Linked DNA regions of Gossypium hirsutum: all the other regions are linked to region 2. A link is a contact called in public Hi-C data. All regions are on one chromosome and are shown on one strand. The core of a region is the stretch at or near the end of the contact, and the rest is flanking DNA. Distances in the headings are between cores, read along the strand shown.

Region 1 (4,168 bases), core at 181-2,680, 410 kb before region 2:
AATTCACAAGCAATAATTCAATTTAAAACATATTAATGTACAATTTAATTACAATAACTTACCTCGACGAGTTTATGTAGATACGAATGCAACTAATCTGATATTTTTCCTTTGCCTCGATCTAACTCCGTACTAGGTCTAACCGAATCTATACGAATAAATTTAACTCAATTAAATATAATTCATATTCAATTTAGTCCAACACACATTTTTTGGAAAAATTACTATTTTTCCCTATACTTTTAATTTATTACAATTTAGTCCCTAGGTTTGGAAAATGACTTTCATGCAATTTAATCCTTACTCAAGCCTAGTAAATTTTTATACATATTAATAGCAACCGACATAATTCACAATTTCACAATTTTACCATAAATTTATCATCTGTTTCAATTTATTCCCTAATTGATAATTTCATCAAAATTCTCTTTACAAAAGTTATTTATCTAACAACAACTTTTCATTTTTTTTATCATAAAGCTTCAAAATTCAAGCATACTCATCAATATAAAAACCTTAATACTTTATCAATTTTGCAAATTAATCCCCGAGCTAGCTAGATTAAGCTACTACGATCTCGGAAACATAGAAATCATCAAAAACGGGACAAAATACATACCTAATTAAGCAAAACAAGCTTGCTAATATCTCAATCTACCATGGTTAGGTTTTCTCTCTTTTTTTTTATTTGGTGGTAGATGATGATAATAGATTTTTTAATTTTATTTAATATCACTTTAATTGATAATTTCTAAAATTAACCTTAATGTTTCATGAAATTTCCAATGATGACTATTCATGCCTAACCACTAAGCATTTTAATGGTCTATTTACTATATAAGGACCTCCAATTTAAAATTCTATAGCTATTTAATACCTTTAGCTATTAGAACTCAACTTTTGCACTTAATGCAATTTAGTCCTTTTCATCAAATTAGGTATGTAAACGAAAAATGTCTTAACAAAATTTTTATACTATATTTCTATCATATAGTAGAAAATAAAATAATAATAATAAATTTTTTCCGACTTTAGATTTGTGGTCCCAAAATCACTGTTCCGATTTTACTAAAAACGGACTGTTACAAGACATCATTAGCTAACTAGTTATTTTTCACTACAATATCTTTTTAAAAACATTATGATTTGAAAAATAAAAGATTTTTTTTGGAACTTTCTAGCAATGTTAATGATTTGAACTAAATCATTATGAGAATTAAATGAGTCAAACAAAATTATTGGGACTGAATCCTCAAATTACATGGACAGAAAACCATAAATTAAACTAACAGAAACTGTTTATCGGGTCAGTTTTCTCATAGGCCCCATTTTGGGTCCAATTAAGCCCAAGCCAAATTTCAGCCCAGGAGCATATATGTGCCTTTTTTTTTTTGAATTTATTTATTAATTTGTTTGATTCAAATCAAATATCCATGGAAGCTGCTTATGGCGCCACCGTTCTTCTTCATCCGTTTAAACCCCAAAATCCAGTGTTTTTAACAAAAGCCAAGCTACCTGTTAAGGCCAAATGCCCATCTTTAAAAAAAGTCAATTGCTCCATCTCCAGCATTTCAACTAATAAAGAGATGGTTCTCGCTGAAGATTGGCCTCATCTTCTCAAGCTCTCCATCGGGTCTGGAAATTTCTTGTTGGGTCAAGCAATTCACGCTTTTTTAATAAAATCCAACTCTTCAAATGATGTTTTTCAAGGAAATAATCTTATCAATTTTTATACTAAATTCAACGAACTGCATGATGCCCGAAAGGTGTTTGATGAAATTCCTGTTAGAAACACAATCACTTGGACTACTTTAATTAAAGGGCATTTAAACAATGGAGACTCCGAATCCGTGTTTAGTATCGCTCATGATATGTGTTTCTCTGGTGAGAAGTTCAACGAACATACTTGTTCGGTGATTTTACAAGCGTGTAGCGAGGAAGAAGACTTGATTCGAGGTGAGCAAATCCATGGTTTTGTTATAAAAAGTGGGATTGAAGGGAATGCTTTTGTGGGTACTTCTTTGATTTCCTTGTATTCAACGACTGGTTTCTTAAATGAAGCGGAAAATGTTTTTAACAACATTAGCGTCAAGGATGTTCAGTGTTTGAATTACATGATTTTGGAGTATGGAAAGGCTGGGTTTATGGAGAAAGCTTTTCAGGCTTTTGTTGATGTGTTAAGCTCAGATTTGGAGCCAACCGATTATACTTTTACTAATATAATAAGCACATTTAGTGAAAATGTAGGCATTGAGGAAGGGAGACAGTTGCATGGGCTTGCTGTCAAGTATGGAGTCATCAATGTGACCTCTTTAGGGAATGCTCTGATTACTATGTATGGGAAGCTTGGAATGGTTGAAGACAGTGAGAGAATGTTTCATTCTTTGAGTGAGAGGAATTTGATTTCTTGGACTGCGCTTATATCGGGGTATGTAAGAAATGGTTGCAGTGAAAAGGCTGCTGATATATTCTTGGAATTACTTTACCATGGAATTTACTGTGATCCAAGTTGTTTAGTAACTGTGCTCGATGGCTGCTCAGAGTGCAGAAACTTGGATTTGGGAGTTCAGCTCCATGGATTTGTGATTAAGAGTGGTTATCTGTGTGATGCCAATATTGTGACTGCATTAGTAGATATGTATTCCAAATCCGATAACCTAAAGTCTGCAAAAATAGTTTTCGATGGTTTCTCTAGTAAAAGTATTGCTTTGTTTAATGCTATTCTTGTTGGATTCATAAAAACAAATAGAGATGATGATGATGAAGATGCTATGGTTTTGTTTCGTCAGTTGAGATTTGCTGGTATAAAGCCTGATTTAGTCACTTTCTCAAGGCTTCTTAGTTTATCTGCTAATCAAGCTTGTTTAGTAAAAGGGGAAACTCTTCATGCTTACACCATCAAAACGGGGTTTGAATCCAGTTTAATGGTGAGTAATGCTTTGATCACCATGTATGCTAAATGTGGCAGCATCAAAGGGGCTTGTCAAACATTTGATGGTATGCATTGTCGTGATTCAGTTTCGTGGAATGCCATGGTTTCTGCGTATTCCATTCATGGTCAAGGTAAAGCAGCACTTCGGCTCTTCAAAGAGATTAAAGGAGAAGGTTTTGCAGTTGATGAGTTTACCGTATTGGCTATCCTTCAAGCTTGTTGTTACACAGGGTTATGGCACGATGGGATACGCATATTCAATGAAATGGAATCAAGTTACAAGATCAACCCGTTAATTGAGCATTATGCTTGTATGGTTGATCTTTTAGGGAGGGCAGGGTGCTTGTCTGAAGCCATGAATCTTATTAGCAACAGCCGTTTTCGGGATTCGCCTTTGCTATGGAGGACATTGGTGAATGTTTGTAAGTTACAAGGGGATATAGATTTTGCCATGTTAGCTTCAAAAAACTTGCTAGACTTGTCGCCTGAAGAAGCTGGTTCCTACATACTTGTTTCGAACACGTATGCTGGATCTGGAATGTTAGATGAGGCGCTGAAAGTCAGGACAGCCATGAATGACTTGAAGTTAAGTAAGCAAGCAGGTTGTAGTTGGATTGAAATTGATAATAAGGTCCATTGTTTTGTGGCAAGTGACAAGGATCATCCAGAAAGTAGTGACATTTATGCAAATTTGGATCAGTTAATGGATGAAATCAAGTGGAAGAATTGTGATATCAATGATCCTCATTCGATTGGTGAAATTGTATAGGTATGGATAAATTTACAACATTGCTTAACTAATAAATTCATGGTGTTTTCTAACTTTTTGAACATTTCTTTGCCAGTAGTTGAAGTTAGAATTAGGTTGTGAAATCAGCTTTCAGAAAATGGTTTTTGAAAAGAATAATATATATTTCTTTTTATGTTTGGACGATTCTATATAAAATATTTTTCATTAATTTGATAAATTTTTTTAAAATCAATTTTTGAAATCTGTTTCCATAAAACAAATACTGCATAAATTATATTTATTACAAAATATTTTAAAAGCATTTTCCTTAACCATCAAATTTTAATTTATAATAAGATAATATTTTAGACTGAAATAATAATCAATATATGATTAAAACTTAATTCGAACTTACATATATTATAAATATAAGAGCAGATAGTAGCATATTAGAGTTGGAAAGGATAAATAAAATTATGTAGGTTTTAAACAAATAATCGTATTTA
Region 2 (4,231 bases), core at 84-2,583:
TGCCATTTTTTTTAGTACATTAAGTTTTTTTGAAGTATTGAAGTTTTAGTATTTGATTTTATATATTTCAATACTCATATAATCAAATTTTATAAAATAGAAAATATATATAAAATTACTAAAAAAACACGTTTAGAATGGATTGGATATCTGAGATAAGTTTGGAATTTATTCTTAGTACGAAATATTTTTATAAATTATTTAGGTTTATATTTTATATATCTTTAATTTTAAAATAATAATATAAAATTTGATAGGTTATAAAGAAAACGTATAAAATGCTAAAAACACTTCAAAATGAATATAGATAACAAAACATCCAACTTCCTTTGAAATTCGGAGATTTATTTGTCTTGATTCATTTTGGAAATAATTTTTTTAAATTTGTATATTTAAAATATTTTCTATTTTTATTAATTCTTGCTAAAAATACAAGGCTATTTACATGTCATATTATTTATTGATAGTGTTATGTTATCTAATTTTAATAACTTTATAAAAAATATTAAAAAGAATTAAAATTTAAGTGTGAATTAAATAAAAAAATTAAATACTAACTAAATACAAATGGTGAAATTTAGGAACAACGTATATACCTTGTATATTGGAAGGGAGAATGTATATTGTATTTTTCTTCTTTTCTGTGTTGGTGCTCCATGCTTGTTTTACTTTTTTGTTTTCTTTTGAGATTTGAGTCTACAATTAACCAAAACTAATAAAGGCTTTTCGAGTCCGCCCTTCGTACCCTTACGAGTCCATTGACTGGCGGACTCCATTCCTCTTTGTAAATCCCAGTTGAATCCCCTTCTCGTGCACGCCCGCGCTTCCACCGGCACCTCCGGTCATATGTCCCTCTCCTTTACTCACTTAACCGGTCATCTCTTCTGCCTTTCCACTTCCTCAACCGGTTCTCAGTTTACCAAAAGCATTTTTTTTTTAAGTGACTATGAGGTTTCACAGAATCGTATGGGTTCATAAGTAGGATACGGATGCCTTTTGGCAACGTATCAAAGGTGTTTTAAGGACAATAAAATCTCCTTACGTTTCACAAGCCAATGAAAAGCTGCCATGTCATCCTTTCTTCGTATTCTCCGTAGGAAAACTTGCAGTGGATTGCTATTTCTTTTCGAAAATTTAACCGTCATGTAGTGTGAATTTAGGTTGAATTTCTAAGCAATTTGACTTAAGATACAATGTTAAATTATTACACAAAACTTAGATTGTCACTAGTTAAAATACCAAAAGCCAATAAATCCATACCACGTATCTTTTTTATTTTGACAAATATAACCCTACTTTAAATTTTAATGACATGATGGAAATGAGGCGTTACTATTCCATGGGTCAGCACTCAAGTTAAAATAACGTCATTTAAATCCATTTGCCTTTTTTATTTTTTTCTTTTTCCACTATATTTAGACGGTCCATTTTAACTTTTATCTAAAGAATAAAAGAAATTCTTCAATGTTTTTTTTTTAATTTTTTCTTTTTCCATTTTTTTTCTAATTTTCTTTAATGAAAGAAATGAAGCAGCAGTGACATAGGAAGTGAAGAAGAGAAGCTGTTCATTTTCTCAGAACTCTCACCTTCTAGCTTAAGAAAACCCAAAATATATATCTAATTGAGATTAATTACTAATACTAATACTTTTTCATTTTTGAACATATACCTCAAAGAAGCATTTCTTCTTTTCCCGGTAGATCTGTATAAATCTCTCTCCTTCTTATTGATTTATTGGGACTCGTATGGATTTTTGAACTGGTAAGGCTTTTATTTGGGGTTATAGTTTAGTTTATCTTAGCTAAACAGTTTTATTTTGATTTCTCCTGAATCAGATATTTTATTTACTTCTTCTATTCTTAGTGATTCATATTAATATTTTTTTATTAAGTTATTTTAGTTTGATTTTGATGACCATTGAAAGATTCGTTCTAGGATCATGAGTATTTTTTCTACAAAAAGTATATTTATATGCTTTTGATCTTTTTGTTTATTTACAGTAAAAACATGGATGGAAGTTAGAGAAATGTTTTATTTGATATTTTAAAACTTGTATTAGTTTCTTGATAATAATTTACCTCTCTTTTTTTTTTCTAAATTCTTTAATAAAAGGCTATGTTCTGTTCTTCGCCATCATGTCTGAAGGTGTAGGAAAATATATGTTGTAATTTCATTTTCTTTTGAAGTTCTGATGATCTATAATGTTTTCTCAAGTACTGTACTATTACTTAAATCCCTAATTTCACTGTTTCTCTAAATCTATATTTAATTTTCTACTATTTGTTTTGGTTGACATGTTCTTGATAAACACTGACTTGGCCTTGTTGTTTTCTTAGAATACCATGTGGGTTTATTATTTTATTTTGTACTTATTATTTTTTATATAATGTCTTACGAAGTATTTGATCATATGTATGAAATTGATTGTAATTGCTGTTGTTTTTCTTAATCTCAGTTGGATTCTTATCGAATGAAAGCATGTGTTGTGAATCCAAGCAGTTAAATCCGAATTCGACTCCTATAACATCAAGCACTTGCTTTTGAAGATAGCGGATATCCTTCTAGAGAGATGAATCATTTGACGTTAGTGACTGATGATACTTTTGCAAGCTTGCTTGAGCTTGCTGCTAATAATGATGTTGAGGGCTTTAAACGATGGATCGAGCACGATCCTTTCAGTGTGGATGAGGTTGGATTATGGTACGGTCGTCAAAAAGGCTCGAAACAGATGGTTAATGAGGAGAGAACTCCATTGATGGTTGCTTCTACCTATGGTAGCATTGACGTTATTAAGCTGATCATTTCATCTTCGGATGCTGATGTTAACCGTGTGTGTGGCCGAGACAAAAGCACTGCCCTTCATTGTGCTGCCTCTGGTGGGGCTGATAATGTTATCGATGTCGTGAAGCTGCTTTTAGCGGCTGGTGCTGATGTTAATATGGTTGACGCAAATGGTCATCCTCCTGTTGATGTTATTGTTGTTCCTCCGAAGCTTCGAGATGTGAAATTAACTCTTGAAAAACTCCTTGCAACTGAGAGTTCCTGTTTTGATTCAAGGGTTGCAGCTGTTGCGAATTCTGATTCCCCTCCTCTGTCACCTTCACAGGAAAACGGGTCATTGTTTTCTGGTTCTGATTCCCCGATTAAGTCGAGGCCAAGTGATGCTCCTATTTCTTCGGTGTCTGAGAAGAAGGAATACCCAATTGATCCATCTCTTCCGGACATCAAGAACAGCATCTATTCAACCGATGAGCTCCGAATGTATTCTTTCAAGGTGCGGCCTTGTTCGCGTGCCTACTCCCATGATTGGACTGAGTGCCCGTTTGTTCACCCTGGGGAGAATGCTCGAAGAAGGGATCCTAGGAAGTTCCATTACAGTTGTGTTCCTTGCCCCGATTTTCGCAAGGGGGCATGTAGGCGCGGAGATATGTGTGAATATGCTCATGGTGTTTTCGAATGCTGGCTACACCCTGCTCAGTATCGGACCCGGTTGTGCAAGGATGGTACTAGTTGTGCAAGGAGAGTCTGCTTCTTTGCTCACACAGCTGACGAACTCCGGCCTCTTTATGTCTCCACTGGTTCCGCTGTTCCATCTCCTCGATCTAGTACTTCAGGTGCTACAGCTATGGATTTTGCTGCTGCCATGAGTCTCTTGCCTGGATCACCTTCTTCTGTATCTGTTATGTTACCGTCTCCGTTCACTCCACCAATGTCTCCGTCTGTGAATGGCATGCCTCATTCTAATGTTGGCTGGCCACAGCCTAATGTCCCAGCACTGCATCTTCCTGGAAGCAACCTTCAATCTAGTCGCCTGCGATCTTCTCTTAATGCGAGAGACATTCAAGCGGAAGACTTCAATGTGCTGCCCGATTTTGATTTGCAGCAACATCAGCTGATAAATGAGTTATCCAGCCTTACTCAGCCATCAATGAGTTCAAGTTCTTTTAACCGATCTGGTCGAATGAAGACCCTGACCCCATCAAACCTCGATGATCTCTTTTCAGCTGAGAGCTCATCTCCACGTTACTCTGATCAAGCTTTGGCTGCTGCTGTTTTCTCTCCAACCCATAAGTCTGCCGTTCTGAATCAATTTCAGCAACAGCAAAGTATGCTATCACCTATTAATACAAATTACTCTCCTAAAAGTATTGAGCATCCTCTCTTGCAGGCTTCTCTATCCGGTAGGATGTCTCCTCGAAATGTTGAGCCTATCTCACCGATGAGCTCGCGA
Region 3 (4,484 bases), core at 1,187-3,686, 460 kb before region 2:
TCAGTAACATAAGACGCTTGATACTGTTAGTCATAAGAATAGGAACCAACCATCTCTTTCTTGACAACTAATAGTACTTTATAGCTAATGCTATCTGTTAAATTTTTTTTTTTAAATGAAACAACCAAATTATAAAATGAAAATCCATTGAGTTGCTAAATCTCAAACTCCCAATCCATAAATAAATTTTCACACAATGATGCAATCACCAAACAGAATATGATGAAATAACATCAATTCTAGTTAAGAAAAAGAAGGTACATGAATGTTAAAATTGGAGGATAATAGAGTTTTCAAAGGAGAATGTGCTTACTCTAAAACACCTATTGGAAAGACATGAAGGCTTTTGCAATCCGAAGCAGTAGCACCTATAAAAGCACCAGCAACAAGCCCGACACCGGATCCTGGGGTCAAAACTATGTTATCAGGCATTCCAGTGAGGATGGTCTTCCCATGAACCACAAGGTTCCCATCGTTGATGGAAATTCCTGGCGTGACAGTCATTTTTTATGATGAGCACCTGATAATTGTCAGACAACACAACAAACGACATCAATGACAACTCACAGAACAGACATATAAGAACAAAAAAAAAAGTTAAAAGATGTTTACATTAAGTTTAGAAACAGAGTTTCAATAAAATTAATTAAGAATTATACTAGATAACAAAAACAAAAATTTAAAGATCACCTATTTGCAGAAGACGAATACAGCAAAATAAAAATGGGTAAGGGGTAGGGTCTAAAATTTTGACCTATGGGTTTAAAATATCTTGGAAAGTTTAGGCTTTTGTAAGGAACATTTCCAGTGCCATGAGATTTCCCTGAAGGGAGAAACCACCCCAATTGCTTCACTGATGTTGTCCTTAACACTTTCTCACCTATCCGCTGAATAATCATGGCATTTTGAACCCACCAAAAACTTATAAAGAAAGAAAAAAAATTCTGAAAAAGAAAAAATTGTGTAAAATATTAAAAAGCATTTTTTTATCGATACAGAAAACCAGCTCTGTTTTTTTTCCTCTTTTTTTTCTTTGTTTATTGGGATAAAATATTATGTCCATGAAGAAAAATTTGGAATGGTCAAGGTATGAAGGAAAAAGAAAGCAACTGTTCAAATTTATTTATTTACTGTGATTTAAGCTACAGTTCGTCGCTAAATTGGGATTGTAAACTACTTTTGGGGGTTTTTTTTTTTTTGAAGGAATATACGAACTATTTTTTATAATCAAGTAACTTTCAGGTGGTTTACTTGAAGATCATCAACGGAAAAAAATAAATATGAAAAAGAGAAGGCAGCCAGCGGACCACAATGATCTGTTCAGACTATAAGCAAAGCTCCTCTTTTTATTAGAAAAATAAACAAATTCTTAATTTTCTACTTTCGAAAAAAAAAATTCTAAGAAAAAAGAAAAGAAAAGAAAAAGTGTATACTTAGTTAGAGCAAGTTTGGACGGATACACGAGAAAAGCAGGTCCAATAATCTAAAAGATCTTCACGATTAATAAAGCGGAAGAAAAAACGTGAAAAAGAAAACACGAACTTTTTTTAGTTAAACAGAGGATTATAAAAAGTTGGCAAAATTTTAAACGACGATGAATTTTCAATTAAACAGATATTTATAAAAAAAAAAAAAATTTGTCACCGTAAGAGCAAAATCATAATTCATAACCAAGTAATTCGAGGGATTTATCGTCGTGATCTTAACTCTTACGTAAATAAGATTTTATTGTTATAATTACGTTCTTCGTCAAGCGCAGATCTACTCCATACCATAATCCATAGTCATGGAAAGCAGAAGCTTCATAAATCGATCAAAATCTCAGAATTAACAAACAGGAAATTTTAAAAAAAAAATCAGATCATAAAAACTCCAAATCACGTCTCATTTCATGATCATAATACCACGAAACCAGAAACAAATCGCAGAGAGGAAAAACAGTACTTAAAAAAAAGAAATAAAGTAAAATACAATTTAAATAACAAATCCATAAAACTTCCAAAATTAACAAACAAAAAGTTCTAAAAGATTTCAGATCATAGAAACTCCAAAATCCAAATCCAAATCACGTCTCATTTCATGATCACCACGGAAACAACAACAAGTCATCCAAAAGGGAAACAAATATTACTCTAAAAAGAGAATCCACCGAAAACCACTATTTAATTTCACAGTTGACGGCTGAGAACCCCAAAATGAACTCACCTATATCCGGCGAGGCTACCTTGGGTCGTTAAGCAGCCAATATGACTAAAAAGCTTGAAACACTCTTTACTCCAAAACTTTAAACAAAAGAAAACGAAAGAAACACTCAGCAGAAGCGCACTCCGACGAAGGGAATGCCTCTTCTTTAGAGAGAGGGAGAGAGAGCGAAACCACTAAAAATGGCTTTGTTTTCCTCTTTCAGACGACGGATGCGAGTAATGACGGTGAAGAAGCTGGGTTTATATAGCAACAATTTCTGGGGGTTAAATATCGAGCAACTTCTATTACGGGATGATTGGTGTACTGCCACGTGGATTTTTTGTGCCATTCTTTTAGAAATGTTTTGTTTTTGTTTTACAATTTTTTTAATGAATAAAATAATAATAAACATATTAGATATTTTGGGTGGGTTTATTGCTAACTGTTGCTGAGCAATCCGTGGCTGAGTGACAGAAGGTATCTCTGAATAGCAAATATAAAGAGCGGTGGAAATGAAAGGGGGTTGTAATTTCTATTAAAACATGAATTTGATTATTTGTGGATCCGTATGTTACTTGTTTTTGTTAATTTTAATTTGTTTCTTTTTTTTTTAATTTCAATTTACTAAGCAATTCAATCATTCAAAGGATAATTTATTTAATTTGTATTCTAATACTATTTCTCGTAATGCTATTAATGGTTACCTTGATAATACTAAAAACTAATTAAATACTAAAATAATATCCTAGTGACATCATTTACCAAAATAGGGTGAAATTAACAATGCTAGGAGGTGGAGGGATAAGGGGTGGCAGCATCACCCATTTTTATTCTCAATCATACCTCCATCATTAGCTCATGATATGTTTTAAAAAAATAATTTCTAACGGTGAAAAAACGTTATACGGTGATACCGGTATATAAAAAAAAATTACGGGACAAAACACGGGTAAAAAGGAGTGGAGGGTGCTAAACTGGCGGCACCAAGCTTGGAAGGCATGTGTCAGGTGGCACCAGTTGGAGGAGGAAGGTTGTCAGGCGGCACCAAACCCTTATATATTTGAGTTGAACAGTTATAATAATTTGTATGAAGTGCTGTAAAAAAATTTTGTGTTTTGATCTGTTGAATTGTTATAGTGTTTTTTGTGTTTGGTTGAATGGTTGTAGCAGCTAACAGATAAGAAGAAAGAAAAGGAAATTTTTTTTGTAAAATAGGAGAAAACAAAGAAGCAAAGTCAGAAATATTTGTAAGGTTTGTACAGTGATTAATTTTTGTTATTATATTTTATGAGTAGAATCTTGTTTTGTTTTTGAAAAAAATTATTAAGAAATTTAATTATGTTTAAATATTTTTATAGATTTAGTATTGAAGATAGATAATCAATTCTTCGTATGCGTTTATTTCGATGGAGTAATTTTAACAACAGTTGGTTTTATATTTGAATGTCACCAAAAAATAGTAATGAGATTTAATAAAAATGTGTCGGTTGATAATATGAAAGAACGGATCAGTTCAAAAATTATTAAACATTGTGGGAAGAGAATCTCAAAACCATTCTACAAAGTCCCAGTTTCGACAAATCGCATCAAATTTACCAAAATGGAATTTGTAGACTGGTGGGATTTGTAAACGGTGAAGACATAAAGACAATGGTCACACTTTATTACCGGAATCAGATTGGCCACATTGAACCGATTCAGTTGTTTGCTGAGTTAGCTGATGTAGAGCCAAGTGAAGATTTCACTTCATTAAGTGAAGACATGAAGTTCAAGATTCGTGTATGGAGGTTACGAGAACATTCGTTGATAGGCAAACGACTGTACATGGGTTTGGCATCGATCTTAATTCTCCACATCTGTTTGAGAACCTTAACCCAGGTCTTCATTTACAAATACATCCGATAGTGATTGAGACCGATGCAGATGGTGAAGATGGATGTAATAATAATAGTCTTCTGATCACAAGGTTAAATATTATAGTGATCTTGATTTAGACGAGGTCCCAGATGATATCAACAATGAAGGTACGAATGATGATAAAAATATTTACGCTTCTTCAGCTAGGAACCCAAGTTGAGGCATTGTCATGCTCAATGATCCTAGGGCCCACATGTCGATCGTAAATCACGATGTGGCGTATACATCTAAGTTTTCAGAGTACCCTGATATATTATCTGCCCACCGATCAGCCATAGATCTCGAATGTAAGGAGTTGTTTGTTGGCCAAAAATTTGTAACCAAGGAAGATTGTGTATTTTCCATTAAGCGGTATAGTATGAATATGTCAATTGATTATAAAG

The links. Hi-C and Micro-C count contacts between places; a contact is called where the count stands out from the background.
Region 1: a contact with region 2 is called in a Hi-C map of leaf, with 2.3 times the contacts expected there. The contact joins the promoter of LOC107921277 here to the promoter of LOC107922093 in region 2. A contact is called at or near these places in 2 of 34 Hi-C or Micro-C datasets (both in leaf).
Region 3: a Hi-C map of leaf shows a contact between it and region 2, with 2.5 times the contacts expected there. The contact joins the promoter of LOC107921999 here to the promoter of LOC107922093 in region 2. A contact is called at or near these places in 3 of 34 Hi-C or Micro-C datasets (callus and leaf).

The regions. Positions count from the first base shown.
Region 1 is chrD01:28,433,350-28,437,517 of Gossypium_hirsutum_v2.1, forward strand. LOC107921277 (pentatricopeptide repeat-containing protein At2g33680) reads left to right here and starts at 1,431. Exons shown (of 2, transcript XM_041086508.1): 1 at 1,431-3,701. The coding sequence starts at 1,434. The coding sequence ends at 3,701.
Region 2 is chrD01:28,839,482-28,843,712 of Gossypium_hirsutum_v2.1, forward strand. LOC107922093 (zinc finger CCCH domain-containing protein 30) reads left to right here and starts at 1,334. Exons shown (of 2, transcript XM_016851932.2): 1 at 1,334-1,761; 2 at 2,456-4,231. The coding sequence starts at 2,570.
Region 3 is chrD01:28,374,113-28,378,596 of Gossypium_hirsutum_v2.1, forward strand. It overlaps LOC107921999 (probable galactinol--sucrose galactosyltransferase 2), which reads right to left and starts at 2,437. Exons shown (of 14, transcript XM_016851807.2): 1 at 2,206-2,437; 2 at 314-520. The coding sequence starts at 504.